Regions from separate parts of the Mus musculus genome. Here regions 1, 2 and 3 are each linked to region 4. Evidence: chromatin contacts called from public HiChIP or PLAC-seq and promoter capture Hi-C data. All regions are on one chromosome and are shown on one strand. Each heading gives the region's core, a stretch centred on a gene start, on an enhancer-like site or on the middle of the called end of the contact. The rest is flanking DNA. Distances are from core to core; before and after follow the strand shown.

The links. Promoter capture Hi-C pulls out the DNA fragments that hold promoters and counts their contacts. HiChIP or PLAC-seq counts read pairs in DNA pulled down with a chosen protein or histone mark.
Region 1: a promoter capture Hi-C map of neural stem cells shows a contact between it and region 4. The contact joins the promoter of Rer1 here to the promoter of Cdk11b in region 4. A contact is called at or near these places in 3 of 39 promoter capture datasets (erythroid cells, hippocampal neurons and neural stem cells), 2 of 484 Hi-C or Micro-C datasets (both in embryonic stem cells) and 5 of 115 datasets of contacts at active chromatin or transcription factors (the 230-238 cell line, forebrain, large pre-B cells and 2 more).
Region 2: a contact with region 4 is called in a FOXA1 HiChIP or PLAC-seq map of pancreatic cancer cells. The contact joins the promoter of Tnfrsf14 here to the promoter of Cdk11b in region 4. A contact is called at or near these places in 2 of 115 datasets of contacts at active chromatin or transcription factors (memory CD8 T cells and pancreatic cancer cells).
Region 3: a contact with region 4 is called in an H3K4me3 HiChIP or PLAC-seq map of bone marrow-derived macrophages, with 3 times the contacts expected there. The contact joins the promoter of Pex10 here to the promoter of Cdk11b in region 4.

The regions. Positions count from the first base shown.
Region 1 is chr4:155,084,144-155,090,468 of GRCm38.p6, forward strand. Rer1 (retention in endoplasmic reticulum sorting receptor 1) reads right to left here and starts at 2,210. Exons shown (of 7, transcript NM_026395.2): 1 at 2,062-2,210. It overlaps Morn1 (MORN repeat containing 1), which reads left to right and starts at 2,434. Exons shown (of 14, transcript NM_001081100.1): 1 at 2,434-2,538; 2 at 3,278-3,349; 3 at 5,343-5,441. The coding sequence starts at 2,463.
Region 2 is chr4:154,926,082-154,932,541 of GRCm38.p6, forward strand. Tnfrsf14 (tumor necrosis factor receptor superfamily, member 14 (herpesvirus entry mediator)) reads right to left here and starts at 1,996. Exons shown (of 8, transcript NM_178931.2): 1 at 1,897-1,996; 2 at 1,058-1,166; 3 at 518-643. The coding sequence starts at 1,965.
Region 3 is chr4:155,063,503-155,069,492 of GRCm38.p6, forward strand. Pex10 (peroxisomal biogenesis factor 10) reads left to right here and starts at 3,528. Exons shown (of 6, transcript NM_001042407.1): 1 at 3,528-3,672; 2 at 4,321-4,401; 3 at 5,161-5,567. The coding sequence starts at 3,567. It also overlaps a transcript of Plch2 not described here.
Region 4 is chr4:155,621,395-155,627,454 of GRCm38.p6, forward strand. It overlaps Cdk11b (cyclin-dependent kinase 11B), which reads left to right and starts at 3,460. Exons shown (of 20, transcript NM_007661.4): 1 at 3,460-3,547; 2 at 4,137-4,260; 3 at 5,380-5,495. The coding sequence starts at 4,150. It overlaps Gm16023 (predicted gene 16023), which reads right to left and starts at 3,361. Exons shown (of 3, transcript NR_040441.1): 1 at 2,965-3,361. Slc35e2 (solute carrier family 35, member E2) reads left to right here. Exons shown (of 9, transcript NM_177186.4): 9 at 1-1,946.

The sequences.
Region 1 (6,325 bases), core at 960-3,459, 540 kb before region 4:
CCCCAAAAAAACAAACAAACAAACAAAAAAACTTTTGCTTAAATTGAGACAAGAGTAGTATTAAAAGGAAAATACTAGGCCTGGTGGCACACACCTTTAGTCCCAGTTCAGGAGGCAGAGGCAGGTGAGTTGAAGTCAGCCTGGTCTATATAGTGAGTTACAGACCAACCCATCTACACAGTGAGGCCATTTTAAAGAAAAAACGATGGAGCTGCTCCTTTAAAGTCTGTACTCTAAGCTGATCTTAAAACTCTGTTTCAGATGATGCGTAGAAAGCCTACCTAGAACACATTAGTCAAGTTTTGATTATCAGACAAACATTGCTCTACATCTTGATTAAACTCACTGCCAATAACAACCCGAGAGAGGCAGCATAGAGATTAAGAATGTGAACTTTGGAGTCCCACTGCCGGCTTCAAATCCCAGCACTGCACTTCCTAGCAGTGTGATCTGGGACAGCCACTGAGGAATGCCTGGGGTTCGGACCTGGAAAACGGGGCGAGCACCTCAGTGCCTTCCTCAAAGGGTTCTCATGAGGATCTACCGGCAGCCTGTGGTGAACCAAGTGCCAGCCCTCAATGTTTCAGACTTGTTCCTGGGTTAGGGCAGCCCTCATACCAGCTGTTCTAGCTGCAATCCTCTTCTCTCCATTCAGACTAAAGGTCAGAGAGGCCCTCCATGCTGTCCACAATGACCACCGTTTCCACGTTTCCATGTCACGTCACTGTTTGCATTTTCTGTAACAACTGTTTTCCAATCCCTTTCTAGTAATCTCTCAATCTCCTCTCACCGGAATGCACGCTCCTCCCTGAGGGACCTTGATTTGTTTTAGGATGGGCCTCACGACCTACAGTGCTTGTCACATATCTACTGAAATTGCTCTATGCTCTGTCACAAAAAAAAAAAAAACAAGACAAAAACTGTTCTAAGGGGGACAAGTACCACACACAGAACATTACCCCCGTGTTCTGGAGCCCATCATTTGTCTAGTTTCTGCAATCCATCACTCCTAAATTAGTAATACACCACAGAGAAGAAAGCGCTCTGCACAGCATCTGGGGGTCGCTGCCTCTTGCACCTGCATGCCTCAAGAGTTGTTCCCTGTCAACCCTTCCAGACCCTGCCCCTCTGAGTCCTTCCCTCTCTGGGCCCCTCTCACCTTTGGGGGTGGGGTGGGAAATGATCATCTTGGATCATCCCCAGCCCTTTCTCTATGTTCTACCTCCACCGCAACCAGTTCCCCAACACACAACCTGGATCTAAGGGGCTGAGTATGGGTTTACTGATGCTCTTCTGAGCACCTTAATGAGGGTTAAAAAAAAAAAAAAAACTCACATCAAAAAAACAGGCAGTTCCAAGACGTATAACTAGTCTCTAAGTCTTCCCCCCGCCCCCAACAGGGTTGCTCCATGTAGACCAGGCTAGCCTCAAACTCACAGCCTCTGCCTCACATAAAGGCGTGCACCACCACCTCCTGGATAGTATCTGTTATTAAGAACTAAGAAAGAAAAGCCACTGGGGGTTCTCAATGTGGAAGTATGAAGCCCTCTTGCACTGATACCCTGCTAAGGGAGACAATGTAGCCTTATCTGCTCCACGCTGGAAGTACAGCCTGGAGGGCTGGACATTTTACTGCCTTAATGTCACCATATAATCTAGACCCATTTAACCAGCACCCCTTCGATCCATTCAGTAACTGTCTTCGCGCTCGGGCTTAATTCCTACACGTGTGCCCCGAAACTGAACACGGTAGTGGGGTAGCAAGAGGACACCTAACACATGCCGCCTGGATCTGTGCAGGCAACAACAGGCCACCTTCCTCCACGACCTGGGGCCGGGGGGTCGGGGCGGCGCGCGAGCCGCGGCGGGCAGCGCTCAGCAGTCCCCTCGCGCACCCCTCTCGGAGATCGGCCCGCCCCTGGCAACCCCTCGCCAGGCTCAAAGGCGCTGCCCGGCCCCGCCCGCCCGCCGCCCGCCGGCTCGCCCGTGGCCTTGACAGCCCAGAGGAAGGCGGTGGTGTGCCGCCCGACCAGGTCCGCGCCACCAGCCCACCCCCAGCACCTCGCAGCTCCGGTGCAGCCGAGCCGCGGTCTCCCTCACGGCTGCGGAAGGAGGATGGCGGGCAGGGCGGCCGCCAGAGCTCGGCTCCGGATCCGGGAAGCTGCACAGGCACTTCCGTTCCGTCCCGCGGCGCCTCCAGCCGCCAAGATGGCCGCGGGGCGGGGCCCAAGCTCCAACCATTTCCGCTTCCGGTATGGACGCAGAGGCCGTTGGCGGGAGCGCTTCCCGGCGGAAGGACGGGGTTGGCGGAAACGTGCCGTGGTGCACAGGCGCATTGACGTCCTCAGGCTCCGGATCCGGCGCCGCTGCTTCGGATGTTATGGTCTCCTGGCCACGCCCCATGGCAACCGGAGGCCAATGGAAGGCAGCTTTATGGTTGCTAGGGAAACTTTGGCGGCAAGATGGAGGCAGCTGGCGATCCCTACCAGGCTTCGCTCCAGCCGCGTCGGCACTCGCCGAGACTGCCGCCGCGAAACGGTACGGGCTGCGTCTCCCCGCTGGAGCTCCGTCGCGTTCGCGTGCTCCACAGGCGTGGTCCAGGCTGCAGGCTCACGGCCAGCCGACCCTGCGTCAGGGGGGGCAGGTAGAGCTGAGGTCAGGCTGGCTGGGTGAGCACACGAGGTTCGCCCAATGCAGTCTGATGAAAAGTTGTTCTAAAACCGGAGAAACAGGATCGATATGAGGTCAGAGTCCATGCTAGTGCCACTGTCTTCCCGTCCCAGGCTGCGACTTGCTGGCAAGAAAGCAGTGGGGTTGCTTATCCATCTCAGGAACTGAGAGATGGGTGTTGGGTGTGATGTCTCAGAGCTGGCTGCGTGATAAAAGATGAGGCAGCCAGGAGTAATTAGGAGTGAGTGTGGATTTTTGTCCCGTGGGGACAGGAGGATAGTGACGGTCCTGGCAGGGTGGGCTCTTTGCTGTATCCTCACGGAGCTTGTTGACTGCTTCCGTGCCCTCACCGCCTCCTCTTAAAGAGCCTACAATCAGCTTTTGTCTTAGCCCTCCTCTGGCCAGGCCTGCCTTTCCCTCAGTACTATCCATGTAACAAAACCCAAGCAAGGGAGAGGGAGCACCCATCTTGAGCAATTAACCATCCTGTCATGTTCAAGAGACTGATGAGAAATGACCTGCAGACTACTCCAGACCCTGAGCTGCCCCATCTCTGTGTCTGTTGATGGCAAACCATTGCTATGTTCATCTTCTTTTCCGAACACAGGCTATGGCGTATATGTATACCCAAATTCTTTCTTCCGCTATGAAGGAGAATGGAAGGGAGGCAAGAAACACGGTAAGAAGCCTGTGATCATTGCAGAGCTCATTCCAGAGCCAGATTCCTGAGAAAAGGTGTGGGAGGCAGTCAGTCTTGTACCAAGCATAGCCTGGTACTGCGCCTGCACACTGGGACTACCACTTGGACCCAGTCATGGTGGAACCAATGTAAGACCAATTCTTGTAGGCTTGGAGGTCATCACATGCTGGTGGGTGGTGGAACTATTGGTGGGAGGGAAAGAGTGGGGCAGTAGACCCAGAGTGTCACACACAAACACCATCATGGCGTCCTGCATGCTTGTTATTGGACATCCAGGCCTCTAATCATCAGCCTTAGTGTCTCTGTATTCAAAAAAAAAAAAAAAAAAAAAAAAGGTAAACATGGGCACGAAAGAACCCTGTTCTCTCGTGTCTGTGAGCATTCCAGTTTATAGAATATACCACCAGACAAAGGCCAGGCGATGTGGAGGTTTTGCTGTGAGACATTATTGAATCTGTTGATTCCTGGGGAAAGGCAGCTGTGTTCTTAATAGGCTGCCTCCTGTTGCCTCTCTTACAACATGGAGGCTCTGCTGTGTTTTCCCAAGCTAGAGTTAATGGAAGCGAGGTATCAGGCTTTGTTTCTAATAAGAAAGAAATCAACTCCGGAGGCAGAGGCAGGGGGATCTCTTCAGTTCAGGGCCAGTCTTTTTTTTTTTTTTTTTAAGATTTATTTATTTATTATATATAAGTACACTGTAGCTGTCTTCAGACACACCAGAAGACGGTGTCAGATCTCGTTACAGATGGTTGTGAGCCACCATGTGGTTGCTGGGATTTGAACTCCGGACCTTTGGAAGAGCAGTTGGGTGCTCTTACCCACTGAGCCATCTCACCAGCCCAGGGCCAGTCTTAATACAGAGTGAGTTTCAAGACAGCCAGAGCTACATAGAGAAACCTTGTCTCAGAAAGCCAAAAAGTAGAAAGAAAGAAAGAAAGAAAGAAAGAAAGAAAGAAAGAAAGAAAGAACCAGATTTTTAGGAAACCTTGGCAATAGAGGGAAAAAGTACAAAATGAGCATGCCCTGGAATGGTCCTTGCATAGACACACACACACAGAGACACACGCACCAAAGAAGTACTGAGTCTAGACTTTCCGTTGTCTAGACTCTACCTGCTCCATAAACAAGAAGGTTCATCGTATCTGCTGGCTATCAGAATCTTTCTCATTTTCTTTTATGTATCTTTTTGTTGTTTTGGTTTAGGTTTTTGAGACACCGTCTTGCTAGATATATAGCCCAGGCTGGCCTTGAACCTGTAATCCTTTTGCTTTGGCCTCCAAAATGCACCACTGCACCCAGCCTTTACCAATATTGTCTTAATAATTTGTTGTTGTTGTTTTCTTGTGACCCCAGAGCCTGTACGAATGAGGCAAGTGCCTCACTGGCAGGCTGTATTCTTAGCATCTTTCAGCTTTTGCTTGGTGTTTTTATCACAACGATGTTTCTCATTTTTTCACCACCATTAAGGATTTGTCTTCTGTAAGCAGGCACTGTTGTCAGAGCTACTTGAAGAGTCACCCACTTTTAAGAATGTGTTCTCCAGGGGCCAGAAAGATGGCTCAAAAGAGTGCTTGCTGCTCTTGCAGAGGACCAGAGTTCAGTTCCCAGCACCTACATCAGGTAGCTCACAAAAACCCATAACTCTAGCTCCAGGGAACCTGACACCAACCTCCGGTCTCCATGGGCATTGTCGTGCATGGGCACACACGCATGTGTCCTTTGTCCTCGTGTGGATGGAGGACAGACAAGGTTCATGTGCACAGCTCATGCCTCTATGGTTGTCAGGAATGTATTGCTTTGTCTGTATGAGTTTCCACTGTGTTGCCCAGACTGGCCCAGCCTCCTGAGTAGCTAGGTTAAGACATGCGCCACCATGGCAGCTGAAGTTTTCACTCTGCAAAGGGAGCCCACCTGGCATGGGTCGGTCTGTGGCCACTCCCACAAGCTGACTGCACTTTGTTTCTCTTACCAGGTCATGGGAAGCTATTGTTTAAAGATGGAAGTTACTACGAAGGCGAATTTGTGGATGGAGAAATTACTGGGGAAGGCTGCCAGCACTGGGCCTGGTCAGGTTAGCACTGGGCAGAGGTGGGCTGCTGACTCTGTTCCCGTAAACCCTCCCAGAGTTAATGGCCACACAGAGTGCTGTGTGTAAACAGGGAGCTTCAGGCTCCAGTAACGAGAGGAGAGCAGCACGCAGGCTGGGGCAAGGGAGCGTGAGGAGGCTTATGGTCTGGATGGCCTTTGTGTCCAGTGAAAGGGTGCCTAGGGGTCCTAGGTGAGGGTTTGCACTCACCACGATAGAAAGCTTGGTCTTCTCTATAACACCTAGTTGAAAGAAAAATTTATCATCCCAAAGTTATATTTTCTTCTACATTAAAGATAATTTAGGGGCTGGAGAAATGGCTCGGTGGTTAAGAACACTGGCTGTTCTTCCAGAGAGCCTTAGTTCAATTCCCAGCAACTACATGGTGGCTCACAACCATCTCTATAATGTGATCCTATGCCTCTTCTGGCATGAAGGTTTACATTCAGATAGAGCACGCGTACATAAAATAAATAATTAAATCTTTAAAAAAGCAAAAAGGCATTTTAGACCAGAGGTGGTCATGCATGCCTTTAATGCCAGCACTTAAAATAAACAAAGATATTTCAGTCAAGGTGTATCCCTAGATGGACAGACTGCTCTGAGGCTTCCATGCCAGTGGTCAGGGGTACTTCCTGGAGCTTTAGGCTTCACAGTTAGTGGTTGTTAGCACTCAGGAGAGCTTTTTTCTTGGGCTTTTCTCTTGGGTTCAGTGGTTTTTAAAAATCCAGGAGAGTCCTTCGTTGTACCCCATCAGTGCCACAGGCAAGGGCTTCCGTGGCAGTCTGCCATCCCAGCCAGGGTATGGACACAGGTCCAAAGCATATTCTCTTCCTCGCTGTCCATACCAAAGAGTAAGGTAAAGAGAC
Region 2 (6,460 bases), core at 746-3,245, 700 kb before region 4:
ATTGCGGGCACTGTAATAAATCCAGAGTCACCCAAGGCTAGTGTATGGAGAGCGTGGGGCTATGGTGGGAACAGAAGCGCTGGCTACCTTACAGCTTCGAATATTCCAGGACCTGTGTCCCCATCCAAATCTGCCCAGGCCCAGGCAGCCATCAGTCTACGAGTGAGCTTTTCCTGGGTTCCTTCATATGAAGGGAAAAATATATATATATAATGGCCACATTGATCCCCAGTGATGTCCCAACGCATGTAAGAGTTCCTTCACGGGCAGGGAAACTGAAGCAGGAAAGAACCTCTCATTACCCACATGAACCAGATAGACAGGGAGAAAAAGAAGCAGGCAATAGAATCTCAGTGATGGGGATGGGGGGGGGGAGGGGAGACACACCCTGAGAACCTGCCCACAATAGCAGGAAGGTCAGGCTGCGGTTCCCTCCATGAGTTGCCCTCTTCTAGAACCAATGCCTGAGCCTAAGTGCTCCAGCAGACCCCACCTCCACCTCCTCAGGTGCTCCTACCTGGATCACAGACTCCGCAGGGCAGACACTTGCTCAGGCCATTTGCATGGGCGGTATATGTCTGTGGGGGACAGGGGGCACACACTGTGCCTGTATGCTCACTGCAGACCTGCTTCACATGGTAACCTGCAGCCAGGACCCACAGTTCCTCAGCAGGGTTGGGGGTTAATCCACAGAAACCTTCCCTTCCCTGTACCCTCACATGGGTCTAGCAAGTATGGCACCAACCACAACTAAAGCCCCACAGGACTTGTTGGCCTTCTGTCTGCCCTCTATGAACAATTCAGAAACACAGAGATGGGGCTTCCTAAATCCCTTAGAACTGGCTCTGACCCCAGCCCACTTTCAGTCTCAGTCTCTGGTTATAAAGCCTGCCCTACCCCCCGGGCCCACCCCAGGCAGTGAACTTCAAAGGTTCCAGACACCGAGGACTATCCCTGAACTGAACACTGTACAGCCGTTGGACTGAGGACCCAGAGGCCCAGAGGCTCAGGACAGGAGTTCCTCCCTGGCACAGCACTTCCTCCTGGGAACTCCCACCTGGGTTGCACATGGGGCAGCACTCGTCTCCCACAAGGAACTCCTCCTGTCTGCATGAGGGCTGGGCAGAGATGCGCTGCAGCAAGTTCAAAAGGAAGACACAAGGCACCTGGGAGAGGAGATGAGTGCTGGAGGAGAGGACTACCTCCATCGCTATGGCTCTCCCTCCCCAACCCCCCCACCAGGCTGGTCCAGGCCCTCAGTGCATGCTCTGCTTCTTGAAGTGAGGAAACAGCACAACTTCAGTGTCTCTGTAGGAGGGGCTCGGGCCCAGGCCTGCTTAACCTACCTTCTGCCTTCATTGCCTGACAGTGTAAGACCTGAGAGGCAGCAGGGTCAGCTGGGGCTGGGAACAGGCTCTTCAGAATCCTAGGGACAGCTGACTGATGGTTAGTATATCCTACTTGAGCAAACAGGATAGACACTCTGTCTGGCTCCTGCTAGCCTGCCCTGATCTCTGTCTCCACTCTGTGAGGGTGCTTATCCTCAGGGACAGAGATACCTATGGTTGGCCTCTTGCTACAGGGCCTGTCCAGAGACAGCCAGGGTTCTGCCAAGGGCTACTATGCTCATAGCACCACCTCCTGCCCTTTAAAGAGAGCCATAGTAGGTGTCTGTGAGTGGAGGCCCGGGAGTGGAGGGGCAGAGGCCTGCCTTCCTGTAGCCTCCCAACCTGAGGTTGTTATCAATTATCTCCAGAGATTTGCAGATCCAAGCAGCATAAAGCCCCGTGAGCTAGCTGCCCAGACAGAGCTAAGGGACAGGAAATGTCTGGGGTGGGCTGTGGCTGGAGTTGGGCCGGAAGGAGCTTGGAGGCTGTAAAGGGCTCGGGAACTCACCAGCCTGAAGGTGTTGTCTGTAGGGGCCTGGCTCCAGGGTGCCGACCCCCATCCTGGGAGAGGTTCCATTTTCTTGATCAAGAAACTTCAGGCCAAGAGCCCCATGGGCTCTGAACCTCCTCACACACTCTCATGAGCCTTGGCAAGGAAAAGTGAAAATGAAAGAAAAAATAGTCTCTCTGACTGAAGTCTGTTAGAGGCAGATGGAGCACATTAAGTACACACGGGGCGTGGTGCTGGGAGGGCCCTAAAGTCCAAACAGAGCCTCAGCTTCAGACTCCATACAGGGACACTAGCAAGTTTTCCCAGCCTGTATATATACCCTCTGGAAGTATGTCTGTCTCCCAGGTCACTACAAACACCTCGGTGCTTACCTTGAATTTTCTGACAGACAAACTGAAATAGGAACCTCTCAGCCTCAGGGAACTGGGAACTTGATCTTTTGACCTACCTCCCAACTCACCCCTCTCACCGGACCCTCCCCCTTTAAGCTTCCAGTCACTTCCCAGACACCACGTCAGGGTTATCCCCATTACCAATTTATCACTGCCCGCTTCTTCAGCCTATACGCTTCTGAGCACATTCGGCGCTAGGAACAGGAGCCAGCCTTCTTTATCTTCTAAGGGTGAAGCAGGGTTTCTTATCATCTTTGAGCAGGCTATGGGCTTCTCTAACTGGCCCCTGAGCGGGACTAGGCGGAGCAGACTAATTTTCCTTTTGCAGATGAGGATGGGGGCTTTGAGTAGGACTACAGGGTAGTATGCTGGGCTTCCTCAGCCCACAGACTGGCTGAGGTCATGGGGTGGGGGCCTACTACAGACCTAGGCTGTTGAGAGCTTTTGGTGCTTCTAGGAATCTGGCATCTGTCACTGGGCTCAGACAAAGAAGTCGGCATGTCAGAAACAATGACCACGGGGCTTTGTTTACTGCTTTGCTGACCACTTAACGTTAGCCTTGTGTCATCCTTGCGCTTACTACTTGTCACATCCTTGGTCACTCTCTTGTGTGGTCTCCTTGTTTACTACTTGTTTACTTGGTTGCTTTGTCTTTGATCTAAGAACTGACCATGGGTTTTGTTTGTTTGTTTTTGTTTTGTTTTGTTGCATAAACCTAGAATGATATAAAAGCAGGCGGGAGAGAAACAGCTGCTTCAGCCGCGGTACGGGCTGGAGTCAGGTTATAGTGTTGTCTGTTTTCTTTTTCAATACTCACTCCCTCCCTTGAGACCCTGTTGACTGGCTGAGCTGGCTTGGTCACGAGGCTCCAAAGAGAAATAAGGAACCCCAAAGGCGCACAGAACATGAAGCTCCTCCAAGATTCTTTGACCAGGGCTACTGTGCGTCTCTCAACCCCTCGACTGACCGTTAAAACTAACCACAAATTATTGCTCCAGCTGAATCGGTCACCACCCTCATAGGTTTGGCTGGCCCTGGACTGATTTCCCTCATAGCTGGGACCTGCCCACACCCAGAACAACACACCCTGTTCCAATGAACCCTGTGAGCCAGGCTAGAGGACACCTGGCCCTGACCCAACGACAGCTCTCTCTGGGTTTTGACTCTGAGTTTTGGTTACTATTGTAGTGATGAAACACCATAACCAAAAGCAACATGAGGAAGCGAGGGTTGGTTGGGTTACACTTCCACATTGTAAGTTACCAGAGGAAGTCAGGAAAGGAACTCAAAAAGGGCTGATGCCTAGAGACAGAAACTGATGCAGAGGCTATGGAGGGATGCTCCTTACTGGCTTGTTATCCATGACTTATTCAGCCTGCTTTCTTATAAAATTCAGGACCACAAGCCCAGGGATGGCACCACTCACAATGAGCTGAACCCTCCCCATCAGTCACTAATTAGAAAATGCCTTACAGCCTGATCTTACGGGCTGTAAGTCCCTCCTTTCAGATGAGTCTAGCTTGTGTCAAGTTGACATGAAACTAGCCAATGTTCTAGTCCACAGTCCTCCAGAATCCCACCCCAAAGGGACACAGAAGAGTATGCCGTATGTTACAGAGGCTGTTCCACACAGCCATCTGTGTGCCTCTGTAGTAGACAATGCAGAGTGGACAGCCTCTGACAGTCCAACACAGTGATGTGGGGGTATCTAGTGAGGAGGCAGATATTTTACCCCATCCCACAGATGAATACTGGGAAATGGCCAAAGCCCCACAGCTCATAGGTACCTCAGAACACACAGAAGGCTCTGGACTGCAAGCATGTTTCCATATCTGTGGGCTCTCAGAGACATGCCCCAGGGTGGGAAGCCAGAGGATTCTGATGAGGTAGGTGAGATCCCTGAGCCTGGTACAGCCCCACAAGACCTCCACTAGGCTCCCAAGCCACCATTCCCAGTGATGCACAATCCAAGATCATCATCCTCTTGGGAAATCAGGAGCAAGATACAGGACTTACAGACATCATGTAGTGCATGGCTGAGTGGGAAATACCCAGTTGTCCATCTGTACTGGCTAGTTTTGTGTCAACTTGACACCGCTGGAGTTACCACAGAGAAAGGAGCTTCAGTTGAGGAAATGCCTCCATGAGATCCAGCTGTAAGGCATCTTCTCAATTAGTGATCAAGGGGGAAAGGCCCCTTGTGGGTGGTGCCATCTCTGGGTTGGTAGTCTTGGGATCTATAAGAGAGCAGGCTGAGCAAGCCAGTAAAGAACATCCCTCCATGACCTCTGCATCAGCTCCTGCTCCCTGACCTGCTTGAGTTCCAGTTTTGACTTCCTTTGGTGATGAACAGCAGCATGGAAGTGTAAGCCGAATAAACCCTTTCCTCTCCAACTTGCTTCTTGGTCATGATGTTTGTGCAGGAATAGAGACCCTGACTAAGACAAATTGGTACCAGCAGAATGGGGTATTCCTGTGACAACCTGACCATGTTTTGGGGAGGACTGTGGAAGGACTTTGGAACTTTGGGCTTGAAGATCCATTCGCTGTTAAGAGCTCTGTCAGATGTTGTATAGGAGCTCGGAAGATAATGTTGAGAACAGTGTAGAAGATGGAGGTCTGGTTTGTGAAATTTCAGAGGGAAAATTAAAGACTCTTTTCAGGGCCATTTCTGTTTTGATTATGAAGATTCTGTGGTTCTGGTTAGCTGGAGCTGAAGAATCAGCTGTGATTAACAAGATACCAGAACTACTAAAGCAAAAACTTTGCATTACTGGAACAATTGAGGCTGGTTAGCTGGAGCTAAGAAATTAGCGGTGATTAAGAAGAGACCAGCATCGTTGAGGTGACGTCTTCTGGGAAGTGTTTTCTGAAAGCACAAAGAGGCTGTGTTCCAGAGATGGCCAAGGTTGTACTCCTGCTGCAGCGGGACTTGGTAATATGTAAGGGTCACCCAGGTGGTACTGGTTTTGAAGGCATGAAGGGGTCACAAAGAGCAGCTGAGGCTCGACACTGTGAGAGGCCATGGAAGGCCATTGGTGAAGGTGCAGCCGCAGTTGCAATTGAAGGCCCAGGACTGAAGGGGTCATGCAGTGTTTTGGAGATGCCAGTACCATGAGATGACCACCAAGAGCAGCAGCAGCAGTGGAGTACAGGCATCTGGAGCCTAGAGGACGACACGTGTGCTAAAAAGGGCATGGCTGGAGAAGTGACCCAAGCCCTTGGAGGAGTCCAGAAGATTGTGAGTTGGATCCCAGACATTGGACGGTTGGAGATTGATTTTTGCTTTTGATTGTGTCTGTGCCCTGATATTTTCCCTCTTGAAGGTAGAAACTATTTTAGTAGAGCCCACAGTTAAGAGACTTTTAATTGTAAAAAGACTTTGGATTTTAAAAGAGATGGATATTTTAAAGAGATTGAAATTTTAAGAATATGTAAAGACTGTGGGATGTTTAAAGTTGTTTAGACCTTGGGGATGAATAAGAATGTAAGGGTTGAGGCTTACTAGTGATGTGTTTGTGTGTCAAGTTGACAAGGGGTCAATTGTACTGGCTAGTTTTGTGTCAACTTGACACAGCTGGAGTTACCACAGAGAAAGGAGCTTCAGTTGAGGAAATGCCTCCATGAGATCCAGCTGTAAGGCATCTTCTCAATTAGTGATCAAGGGGGAAAGGCCCCTTGTGGGTGGTGCCATCTCTGGGCTGGTAGTCTTGGGATCTATAAGAGAGCAGGCTGAGCAAGCCAGGAGAGGCAAGCCAGTAAAGAACATCCCTCCATGACCTCTGCATCAGCTCCTGCTCCCTGACCTGCTTGAGTTCCAGTCTTGACTTCCTTTGGTGATGAACAGCAGCATGGAAGTGTAAGCCGAATAAACCCTTTCCACCCCAACTTGCTTCTTGGTCATGATGTTTGTGCAGGAATAGAAACCCTGACTAAGACACCATCCCTCCACCACCGGACACAAGCATATAAGCCTTGGGTCTGTGTCCCCTAGATGTTATCCATGGTGAATATGGACCTAAACAGAGTGTCTTCATTGAGATGTTCTCTGAGGCCCATTTCTACTCCTTATAACTCTTCAACCTCTGAAAGATTACTGTGTAGGACTACCTCATAGCCTCTTGAATAAAAACTGGGGTGACTGGTTCAACCCAGGCTGTCCCATGCCT
Region 3 (5,990 bases), core at 2,278-4,777, 560 kb before region 4:
TGAGTGAGTGGGACCAAACAGACCTGGGTTCAATCCTACGCCGACCTCTAGCCTGAGCTAAGGACCTGGTTCCTTCGTCCCCAGCCCCAGGGATCTATTTCAGTCCCAGCTCCAAGCTCTGGGAATGGAGAAAGGCCTCACACTGGCTCAGTACTTGGAATCCAAATTTTCTTTTTTCTTTTTTTCTTTGGTCTCCAGGCCCAGCACAGAGACACAGCACAACACCTCCTACTCTGGGTCCTGGCTAAGGGCAGTATCCCAGCCACCTGCCTGTGCCCCCAGAACTGCTCAGGGTCCCTTCCCAGGGCACACAGCCTTCAAAAGGGGCTTAGCTTCCTGCCCCAGCCCTACCCTCACTAGCAAGCCTACAGTGGAAGAGGGGCGACTCCCAGAGATCTCTGCTTACCTGACAGAGCCTCCCAGGCTCCATTCTGGGGCCTCACACTCTCTCCCAGAACCCCCACCCCTTCTTGGTGCCCACAGTACCTCCAGGGCTCCAATCTGCAGCAACCAGAGCAGCTGGCTGTAGGGTGCTCTGAGCTTCCAGCCTGCCTGCCCTGGGTGGAGGAACCTGTTTTCCAGGTTTGTGGCTCCTGTAGAGGGGCCTCCTGCCTAGGGCAGGCCCCACCCTAACAGTCAAGTCCCTGTGTGTGAGCTCCTCCTGGGCGGGTCATTGCCCAGTCCCTCTGTCTCTCCCCAGTTAAAGGGTGCAATGAAAAACTTAAGGAAGCCTAGCACTTCATGCCCCGGGTGGTGGGGCAGGCCTCCCAGAACCCGAGGCTGCAGTCCTCTCCCCATTCCTGCAGAGAAAGCATTGCCTTGTCCCTCCTCAGGTTCCCAGGAGACCAGATGTCAGGTGAGGGCAGGGGCTTTACAGGGTTACTCTTGCCTCAAGGTAGGTGTGGACCCCGCAGTACAACCCCAGGGCCAGATCTGGTAGAGAAATGGAGTTTTCTTGTTTGCCAGCCGTTCAGCAAGCCCCATCCTGGGTGTGATGTGTACAGCAACCACCAGAATGGTAAATCCCTGCTAGGGGCAGAGGGAAGATTTGCAAGGAATGAAAGACACTAGGCAAGGAATGAAAGACACTAGGCAAAGGGAAGCCAGCTAGGTGGTGCTGGAAGGTTTAACCTGGGGATGGGGGGTGGCGGTGGGGGAGGGCACAGAGCAGGTGCAATGGAGCCACCTGCTGGGCAATCCCCTCCCAGTTCCCAGGCCTCCCCAAGGTCCTGGCTTACTGTCTCTGGCCTCCCTACCAGCAGAACTATATTACAAATTTCTCAGATAGGGCTGGCTACAGAGGTCAGCGGATAGGATGCTTGTTGCCCCAGTATGAAGAGCAGAGTTCAGATCCAGAGAGCCCACATAAACATCTGATGGGTGAGGTGACCCACCTGAAATTTCAACCGTGGAAGGAGGATCCCAGAGTAAGTTAGCTGATAAGACTAGCCATGTGGGTAAGTCCTGGTTTTGATTCAGAGACCTGCTCCAAAGAAGAAGGTGGAAGAGCAATCCAAGATGATACCAGGTATCGTCCTTGCCAGACTCCACACTTGCAGGCGTACACACACACACTCTTATGCATGCCACATATCCACATATGCCCACACATATACAAACATGAATATATACACATGCGTACAACACAAACACAATAAATATAATTTAACTTAATAGAGTTAGACAACAGAGTGGTGGGGCTGGAGAGATGGCTCAGTGGTTAAGAGCACTGACCGCTCTTCCAGAGGTCCTGAGTTCAAATCCCAGTAACCACATGGTGGCTCACAAACATCTGTAGTGGGATCTGATGCCCTCTTCTGGTGTGTCTGAGGAGAGCAACAATGTACTCACAAACATAAAAATAAAGAGTTTTTTAGGAGCTGGTGAGATGGGTAAGAGCACCCGATTGCTCTTCCGAAGGTCCGGAGTTCAAATCCCAGCAACCACATGGTGGCTCACAACCATCCTTAACGAGATTTGACTCCCTCTTCTGGAGTGTCTGAAGACAGCTACAGTGTACTTACGTATAAATAAATAAATCTTTAAGAAAAAAAAAAAAAAAAAGAAAACAGAGTGGCCAGAGCTGGCAAACGACATCAGGCAGGACAACAAAACCCACAGCGTGTATGACTTTAGAATTAGTTGTTGAGCTGGGCAGTGGTGGCTCACACCTTTAATCCCAGCACTTGGGAGGTAGAGACAGGCAGATTTCTGAGTTTGAGGCCAGCCTGGTCTACAAAGTGAGTTCCAGGACATCCAGGGCTACACAGAGAAACAGGAGCCTGGCCTTTCTGTCCTCCATCCTTGAAGCAGGAGGAAGAGTTTACAAGGAGAAAGTCACAAGGCTCAGTCTTAGGATCCTTGTGCTTCAGAAGGCAAGGGGTGGGAGGTGGCAAGGGCCGTATGCCCCTTCCGTAAGCAAGAGCTCTCGCTCTACCTCCACCGCAGAGTTCTGGAACCCTGAAACACTGAAGCAAAGGGGGACTCCAGGCCACATGGTCATCCGAGAATCCAGAGAACTGATCTACAATGATGTCACTACTCATCTTGCCCTTCCACTTTCTCTCCTCACTGAAAAGCCTCTTGTTTCCCTGATCTGTGCAGGATCTGTTTGGGTTAACAAGCTCTAGCAGCCCAAGCTAGTAGAAAAGATGGGCTGATAGCTCCACCTGCTGGCCATCTTGGGTTTTGTCCCATAGGAAGAATCCTTGAGAGCCCACAAAGGAAGAACTTGAGGATCAAGGCACCGCTGTGCCTAGGATTTAAGCCCACGGAGAGAGACGCTTACTTAGGCCGTATCCCTGAGAACAACAGATACTTGAATAGTGTTTCTGGTCTTGTTCCCCATGGCTGAGAGAAGAGAATGCAAAAAAGCAGTCGCGTGTAAGGAGCAGTCCAGGCGGGGACACTTAGAACAGGCCATACCCCATGGTTATGGTAGAAATGAGCTTCCAAGTTTGAAAAGTCTTCCAGCACAAGCGGCCTTGGGCCTTCAGAGAATCTACATTTCAAACTGTCACATTTGATTTGGCTAGAAGTTCATGCCTCTGCATGAGCCGTGACTGCCTCCTAGCAGTGGTCAAAGGTGCTATCTGGGATTGCCCAACCCAAGCTGAAGAAACCAGGGCATGGGCAGGGAGGAACTCCAACAACTGGAGCCTTCAGCAGTCCGTTGGAATCACGTGGCTATCCCAAAAGATCCACTTTTGCAGCCCAGAGACACGTACCTCCTGCCAGAAAACTGAACCTGAATCAGGCCAAAAACACATCTGCGAGGCTGAGCTTTCTCGGGGGTCCTACCCACTAGGTATCTACCTCCTCCCTGTCATTACCCGCCACTTCACTGTGCCGCTTCACCCTCCAAGCACAGACCACACCCCTCCCCGGGTAGCCCCACCCCTATGTCGTGGACACGCCCACTACTCCGCCTCCACAGATGTCACGCCTAGGCTCCGCCTTCGCCCGCGTGGTGTTCGCAGCCTCAGCCCCACGACGGACGCACGTCGAGCGTCACAGGCCCCGCCCACGAGGTGCGCAGGCGCGGTGCGAGCTCTGCGATTCGGGCCATGGCGCGGGCGGGTGCCCCTGAAGTGATCCGGGCAGCGCAGAAGGACGAGTACTACCTGGGAGGCCTGCGGAGCGCGGCGGGTGAAGCGCTGCACAGCCTAGCGGGTGAGCGTTCCGGGCACCCAGACAGGCGGCAGCTCCAGAGTTTGCTTGGAAAGCGGGGATCAAAACAGAGGTACACACTGCTGACCACATTGCAGGTCTCTGCTTTAGTGTTTCTCAAGCATTTGCCCATTTATTCTCCAGACGCCCCTACAGGGTGGACCTAACGTCATTACTCTCATAGGTAGACACGTGGATCACACAGGCAGGGATTTGGGATTTCAGAGAGCCGAGGTTTGATACTAAACAGGTCGCCTCTGGCTTATGTTGTTAGCACTACCTAGACTTTCCTGGGCTCCATGTCTCTAGGACAGTACCTGACTCAAGACAGTTACAGTCGGGGCTTCTTAAGAGGCGGTCTTCGTCTCGGAGACATTCCGGTCACCAAGGGCAGCAGAGGAGGTGAAGGGAGAGACGAGTTGTTGAGGGTCGTCTTAGGAGTGACTTGACTTGGACTTTACCTGCCCTTCGGGAGTGACAGGGTTTCTCTGTGTAGCCCTGGCTGTCCTGGAACTCACTCTGGTCAGTCTGGACTCGAAATCTCTGCCTCCCAAATGCTGGGATTAAAGGCGTGTGCCACCACTACCCGGCTGGGAGTCATCTTAAGAGAACCACTTCACCTCTCTAGAGCTAATATTTTTCTTCTCTCAGGTGCAAAGAAATGGCTGGAATGGAGGAAAGAGATCGAGTTGCTCTCGGACATAGCCTACTTTGGCCTCACCACAATTGCAGGTAGCTGTCTGTGCTCGGCAGGTCCTGGGCACTGAGGGGCCCACAACCCACCCAGGTCTGGAGGGGATGCTTGAAGGCTCCTGGAAATCACCTGCATTAGTCTCTGTTTCCGGGAAGGAAGATACTGGCCAGAGGGCACTCACTGCCCCAGACTTTCTCTCAGCAGGATGGGCTTTTCCATTTATGGGGTACGAGGCAGATAAAAAGGAAGAGGCTATCGAGTGGGGGGAAGGGTACGAGCAGGGTCATGGTGAGACACATGGAAAGATCACAAGGTACTCCACAGGGCTGGCCTCAGGAACAGGAAGTCAGGATTCATCGTCTGCATGGTGGAGTACTAGAAGCTAGCTGCAAGCCATGGGTAGGCTTGGGGGCTTTTTATTCTGACTCCATGTGACAGCGTCAGGTAAGCAGTGGTATGTATGCCTGATACTTAGGACTCAGCCATCATCTAGAAGGTAGAAAGCCACAAGATCGGATCCCATCACTTGGACAGGGGTATGAGTTCAGCAGAGGAAGGACTGGAAAACAGAATAAAGACTTAAGGGAGTAGGAACCAACAGGAGATGCAAGGCCCATTCCAGAGTGGCCGTCTCTGTGACATGGTGAAATCACAGCAAGGCCACAGTGGGTTTAACAAGAAGTTGTGCTGGCCTTGGCTAGGTCTCAGGGTGACTGGTGAGGCTGGAGGGGGGACGACGACACAGGCTGGCCCGGAAACTTGTCCCTGGACCCTCATCACTGTGTATTAATCCTCAGGCTACCAGACCCTTGGGGAGGAGTACGTTGGGATCATCCAAGTGGACCCATCCCAGCAGCGTGTGCCCTCCAGGCTCCGCCGTGCAGCGCTGGTTGCACTGCATGCTGTCTTGCCCTACCTGCTAGACAAGGCACTGCTGCCCCTGGAGCAGGAGCTGCAAGCCGATGGCGATGCTCCCCGGGCTTCACAGGGCAGTCTGCTACCTGGAGGACGCAGCCGATCAGGGGCACGGCGCTGGGTGCGTCACCACGCAGCCACCCTGACTGAACAACAGAGGAAGGCCCTCCAGCGGGCAGTCTTCATCCTGAGACAGGGCTTCGCCTGCCTCCATCGGCTCCACGTGGCTTGGTTTTATATTCATGGTACCTTCTACCACCTGGCCAAGAGACTAGCAGGGATCACGTATGTAAGTAGCCATGCCAAGGGGACTGATATTCAGGCAGGGATCCTCTGAGCAGCATACTTGGGGACCCATGCTGACATGATCGCAGCCAAGTGTTCTGCTTCCAAGTTGCAATCGAAATTCTGTACTTGGGAAAGAGCGGAGTTCAGTTTTATTTTCCAAGAAAGCCCAGGAAAAGGAAAAGAAATCCAGTTCCCACAGACTGAAGGTGGCAGCAGACTTGGGTGCGTGGGCGGGTGACTGAGTGGCCAGGTCTGGCCTCGGCAGAGGGCCTGTGGCTGTGTCCATTTCACTGTTTGGAGAAGTGTGTGGAGTGCAGGTTCTAGCCCAGAGGCTGGCCTTCCCATGCATCCCTGCCAGCAGAGGGCCCTGTTCATCACCATCCAGAGCCCTAACAGAAAGGCAAGATCTGAGGGTTTGGTCCTA
Region 4 (6,060 bases), core at 2,210-4,709:
TTTTTTTTTTTTTGGTTTTTCAAGACAGGGTTTCTCTGTATAGTCCTGGCTGTCCTGGAACTCACTTTGTAGACCAGGCTGGCCTCGAACTCAGAAATCCGCCTGTCTCTGCCTCCCAAGTGCTGGGATTAAAGGCGTGCGCCACCACTGCCCGGCCGGAAAGTATTTTTTTAATTCATTGTTTTGCCTGCATGTGTGTCTTTATGAGGGTGTTGGATCCCCTGAAATTGGAGTTACAGATAATTATGAGCTGCCATGTTGCTCCTGGGAATTGAATTCGGGTCGTCTTGAAGATCAGCCATCTTACCAGCTCCTGTTTTGTTTGTTTTTAAACCCGATCATGATGGCACATACATATAATCTTAGTAATTTGGAAGCATAAGAGTGCATAGTGGTTCAAGGCCAGCTTGGGCTACATATTGAGACCAAGTTTCAAAAAAATGTTTATGATCACAATTTCTCAAATATTAGGATTATCATCTGTCTTCAGATGGTGGTTCACACTTTTAATCCCAGCACTTAGGAGGCAGAGGCAGGTGATTCTCTGTGAGTTTGAGGCTAGACTGGTCTACAAAGCCAAATCCAGGACCCCCAGGGCTCTGTTACACAGAAAAACCTTGTCTCAAGAAAAGTAAAAATGATGAGTCAGAGGAGATTAAAGAGAATTAAAGCTGTTCAAGGGATTCGGCCAAGTAAACTTTACTTTGTGCCTTAAAAACAGCACAAAACAAGTGGCTTTGTGATCCTGCTCTCAGATGATCACTTTGCTCAGTGATAATAACAGATGCTCAGCACAGCCTCCTGTCACATCTGTCCAAGTGATGTCTTCTTTTTTTTTTTGTTGTTTTTTTTTGTTTTTTTTTTTTGTTTTTGGAGACAGGGTTTCTCTGTGTAGCCATGGCTGTCCTGGAACTCACTTTGTAGACCAGGCTGGCCTCGAACTCAGAAATCCACCTGCCTCTGTCTCCCGAGTGCTAGGATTAAAGGCGTGCGCCACCACCGCCCAGCAAGTGATGTCTTCTTAACATTGGAAAGGGGTAAAGAAAGATGTTAGTACAGATGGGAAACAATGCCGGCTCCTCCTGAGATTGCATTTACCTATGTAACCCATAGTGTCCTTGAACTCTAGATTCTTCTAAGTCATCGTTCTCAGGACTGAGATTACAAGTACGTGTCACCACTTCTGACTCCTGCCTTTGAACATCAATCTTTTGTTTTTTCTTAACACGTAAATATTGATCTCCCTGTGAGGCGGCCTCTTCATCTCTTCATTCTCCCACCCTTCGTTTATTATGCTAGGCATAGTACTCAGGGCTTCAGGAATGCTAGGCTGCTATTCTTTCTCTGAGACATGGCCTCCAGCCTGTTTTTCTTAGTTTATCAATGCCTTTGCTCTCCCCATGAATTAGAACAGGACATGCTGATTGTGGACAAATAGTATCCACCACAATTAGAGTGTAGTAGGTTTTAACTTCAGTGTCTCTGAAGTACGTTTTCCTGGGTACTCTGATCCTGACTTTGCCAGCTGCTGGACCCTTCCTAATATGTCCAAGTTTAGTTTGAATTAAATCAAGTTGGCTAGTTGTGTGTTTGTGGGGTTTTTGTTTGTTTTTACTTTTCATTTCTGGGACTCAAGCTGCATACTAAATTCATTTGTAATGTCTGGACTTAATAATAATGTAATTGTGAGTATGTTCGTTCAATGTTCGTTCAATGTTGGCACTTTGGAAAAGGCCACAGTTTAGGGTGGACAATTGTCTGCATCAAAGCCAAGTCATATTTGCTTTATACCAAACAATACTAGAGAATTAAAACACATCATAAAATGTACACTGTTTTGTATTTCACCTCTTTCAGTATTTAAATAATTATATTAATGCCTCCTAGAAAAGAATTCTGTTAGATAATTCAGTGATTCCTGAAATAAATTGGTATTGTGTAATTAATCCTGCAGTAGCCTCCTCATTCTTTTTATCCAAGCTGCCAATGGTTCTTGTATGAATATGAAAACATGTAACTATTTTGTTCGTTTGGTTTCCTTTTTTTTGATACAAGGTTTTTCTGTGTAACCCTGTGGACCAGGCCACCTTTAAACGGTACCTCTGTCTACAAAGTGATAAGATCGAAGATGTGAGCCACCACCACCTGGCTTGTATAACTCTGTTATGTATGCTACTGAAATCAGACTTAGTTTCCAAGTCACTGATAACTCTGGAGGCAAAGTAAGAGCTGGGATCACAAAGTGTTTCACTCCAATATCCCTCATTTTTTTCATACACTAGTTGTTATATTCTTTCACATCTTACCATTTCACAGTCATAACTAACAGTGGTTTCCTTTTCATTTTGTTTGTTTCTGACCCTAACTCAAGAAATTTAATCATATTGCTATTTTTTGTTTCACGATACAGAGCTGCTTTTGTAGCCTTGGCTGTCCTAGAACTAGCTCTGTAGACCAGGCTGGCCTCAAACTCACAAGAGGTCCGCCTGCTTCTGTCTCCCTAGTGCTGGCATTAAAGGTGTGCTCCACTGATGCATGGCATTGCTTTTTGTTTGTTTGTTTTTTTCCCCAATACCCACAGGATAACCTGACAAAAACAAGCAGCTGGAATTTTCCTTTCTGCTCTCTCTTCCATAAGCCCTGATAGGTTAATAGGTTTTTAGTGGAATCGTAAAAACCTTTAAGACCTTCAGGTGGTTTAAGTACACGTTTGAGAAGTGTCTAGACACTTCAGCATTTAGAATGAAAAGAAAACAAAAAGAATACAGAGATACAGGCCAGAAATAGAGGCTAGGTCTACGTACTAAACTCTATTTCAAAGCAAAACAATAACATAAAGACTCAACCACTATCGTAGGCCAAGCAGAAGAGGTTGTTTTAAGGAGGTTGGCTGAGGAAACTGGATTCGTTTCAATGTTTTCTTGTGCAGGGGACTTCCTCATCATAGGATGTTAACTAGCCTACCTGTGAATTCAGCTTCCTGGGTCCTGGGTAGGTCAGAAAGACAACTTGTTTTTCCATTGGATGGCACGACGCCACTTTGGAGGCGTCTATACGTCAGAGCAATTAGTCTGATGGGTAGAAACAAATGTCTGGCTGCGGAAGGTTGAGTGGCACAAGCAGCTTGTCACGAGTGCAAATGCTGCTCGGCCTGCAGACTACGCTACCGAGTGCCTGGAGGTAGCCCTGCCTGGCAGAGCGAAGGTGCAGCGGGAGGCACGGTTTCCGGTTTCCGCAGACGGCCGAGCGCATCGTCTCGAAACGTCATCTCTCGGAGACACCCCAGGACGTTACCAGACGCTACTTCGCTTTTATCCGCCCAGCCTCGCGTCGTTGGCAGGAGCCAACTCACGATGTAAGGACACTTCCGGTGCGCGCAAGGTACTGTGGGGCGGCCAAAAAAAGTCGAGCGCACACGCGGTTCGTCGTCGTCGTCGTACGTCATCATCACGCTTCCGCGGAGGAAGTGACGACAATCCTGGCGCGCGCCGGGCGCTGTTCCTTCCCAGACTCCAGGACCGGCTGCGGCGGCTGTAGCGGCGCAGGGGTGAGTAGCGGCGCGGGGGTTCGGAGCAGGGTTTACGGCGCCCCTGAAGAATCGCGGCTGGCGACACGCTGCTGCCGCGGAGCAGTCTCGCTCCACACGGAGCTGAGGGCGGTGGAGGCGGCAGGCCTGGCGGCCCCCGGAGCCGGCCCTTGCCTCAGGTTTGCGTGACTGAACCCTCAGAAGTGGGACCCCGCCCCGGAGTCCCGCGCTTGACAGTGCACCTTGATCTTACCTGTCACCCAGGCCTCCCCGCGTCCTGGAGCTTTCTCATACAACCTTTTGACACCTAAGGCAGAGTGTGTTGAGTGCGAGGCACTGAAATGACCTGGATGGTCTTTCATCCTAGAACAGTACCGTTACGTGGATGATGATGGTTGCGTTTTACGGAAAACACTGAGGTAAACTAAGTTACCCAAAACCTTACAGGAATGACAGAAACGACAGTGTATTCAGGCAGAATCCTTCCGACCTACCGGGACTTACTCTGAAACACTAACGATTAGACTTAAGTGTTCGGAAAAGACAGACCGACAGACCGACCGTAGCTTTCTGTGTCCCGAGGTTGCTTGAATTGTTTTTCTTTTTGCAGTGTTTTAACTCAAATGGGTGATGAAAAGGACTCTTGGAAAGTGAAAACGTTAGATGAAATTCTCCAGGAAAAGAAACGAAGGAAAGAACAAGAGGAGAAAGCAGAGATAAAACGCTTAAAAAATGTAAGCTATGTTTTTTAAGTAAGTGGTTTTCTTAAAGAAGATTTAATTTCTTTGCCCTCATTTTTCCATTAGAACAACGCTTCTTCGGTGAAGTTCTTTTGTACTTCCAAATGTCACAGGTGAGCCCAAAATCTATTCTAAAATTAACAAAAACATTCATATACTCAGTTGACGTTGAAGATAGATTAATAACACACTGAAGCTGTATCGAAATGAGAATATCTCGTTACAAAATAAAATATTCTGAACCTAGAATCATTACTGCCACCAGACTAATTTTTCTCATTTCATTATTAGTATATTCATAATACCATTTACCAAGCATTTTTAATAAAGTGGGAACTTTCCTTGCAATTAAAATGAGTGCTTTGTAATTACCTTGCTTTGGATGATGATATATTTAGAGTCCTTAGGTGACTGGATAAGAAACATTGATATAAGTGCTTCTTATTGTCAATATATGTATGATGTATTTCGTGTGTAAAAATCCAACTAAAGTCTTAGTTTTGGCTCAGAAAAACTAACGTTCATATAGTCTTATGACCCTTATCATGTACAATGTTTTAAATTTTCTGTTCTCAGGTTTCAGGTTACCAAAAAAAAAAAAAGTGATTTTAATTACATGAGTTTTGAACAAAATTAATATTTGAAGTTTCTATTCAAAAAATGTATATTTAGAGTTGGTTAGCAAACTTCAATTATCCTTAAAGATATTTAACCTGTACAACCTTTAATCCTAACACTCAAGAACTCAGGAGGCTGAGGCAGGCAGATCTATTGAGTTCAAAGCCAGCCAGTGCAATGTATATTTTATGTATATGTATAATTATATATATGTGCATTTGTATGTATGTGTGCATATATGTGTATATATGCATATATATATACACACATATACTTCCTATATATGTGTGTGTCTGTGCATATATATAGTGAGCTACGTATGGTGATGTACAGTGATGTACAGTGATGTAACCTCAGCATTTTGAAGACGGAGGCAGGTTTCTAGCTCAAAAACCGTCTTGAGCTACATAACAAGTTATTTTTCAAAGATAGACAAAGAAGAAAGGTGATTGATAAGGAAAATGACTCAATGCTTCATTTTCCTTTGCTTCTTAGTCTGATGACCGCGATTCCAAAAGGGATTCCCTTGAGGAGGGGGAGCTGAGAGATCACCGAATGGAGATCACAATCAGGAACTCACCATATAGAAGAGAGGATTCTATGGAAGACAGGTGAGAGAACTTAAGCTGTTGTCATATTTAGCCTGTAGCTCATGGGCCACATGGGCCCTAGGTTAGCTATGAATGCATCCCAATACAGAATTGTGAACTACTTAAAACATGCGTTTTGTTTTTGCAGTTTTATTGGTTGGTGGGTGGAGTTAGTGTTGGGGTGGGGGTGTACGTGGGTGTTACTTTATCCACAGGAATCAAAAGGTCCCCAAAGCTGGAGTAAAAGGTTGTTGTGAGATGCCCAGTATGGGTCCTGGGAACTGACCTTGGGTCTTTTTCAAGAACAACAAGTGTTCCTAACTATTTAGCCTTTTCTCTGGTCCCCTAGCCTGCCTTTTGTCGGTATTACTAGGGAAAGGTTTGAAGGCTTAGTGTTTAAGAGCACTTGTTGTTTTTATACCCTGTATTGCAAGTCTACAGGTTTGATTCCAGCAGCCAATGGTCATGGTGACTTACAACCATCTGTAAGTCCAATTCCAGAAAATCTGATTCGCCCTTTGACCTCCATGGGCACATGTAATATATATGCAGGAAAACATTCATACACATAAATGAATTTATTAAA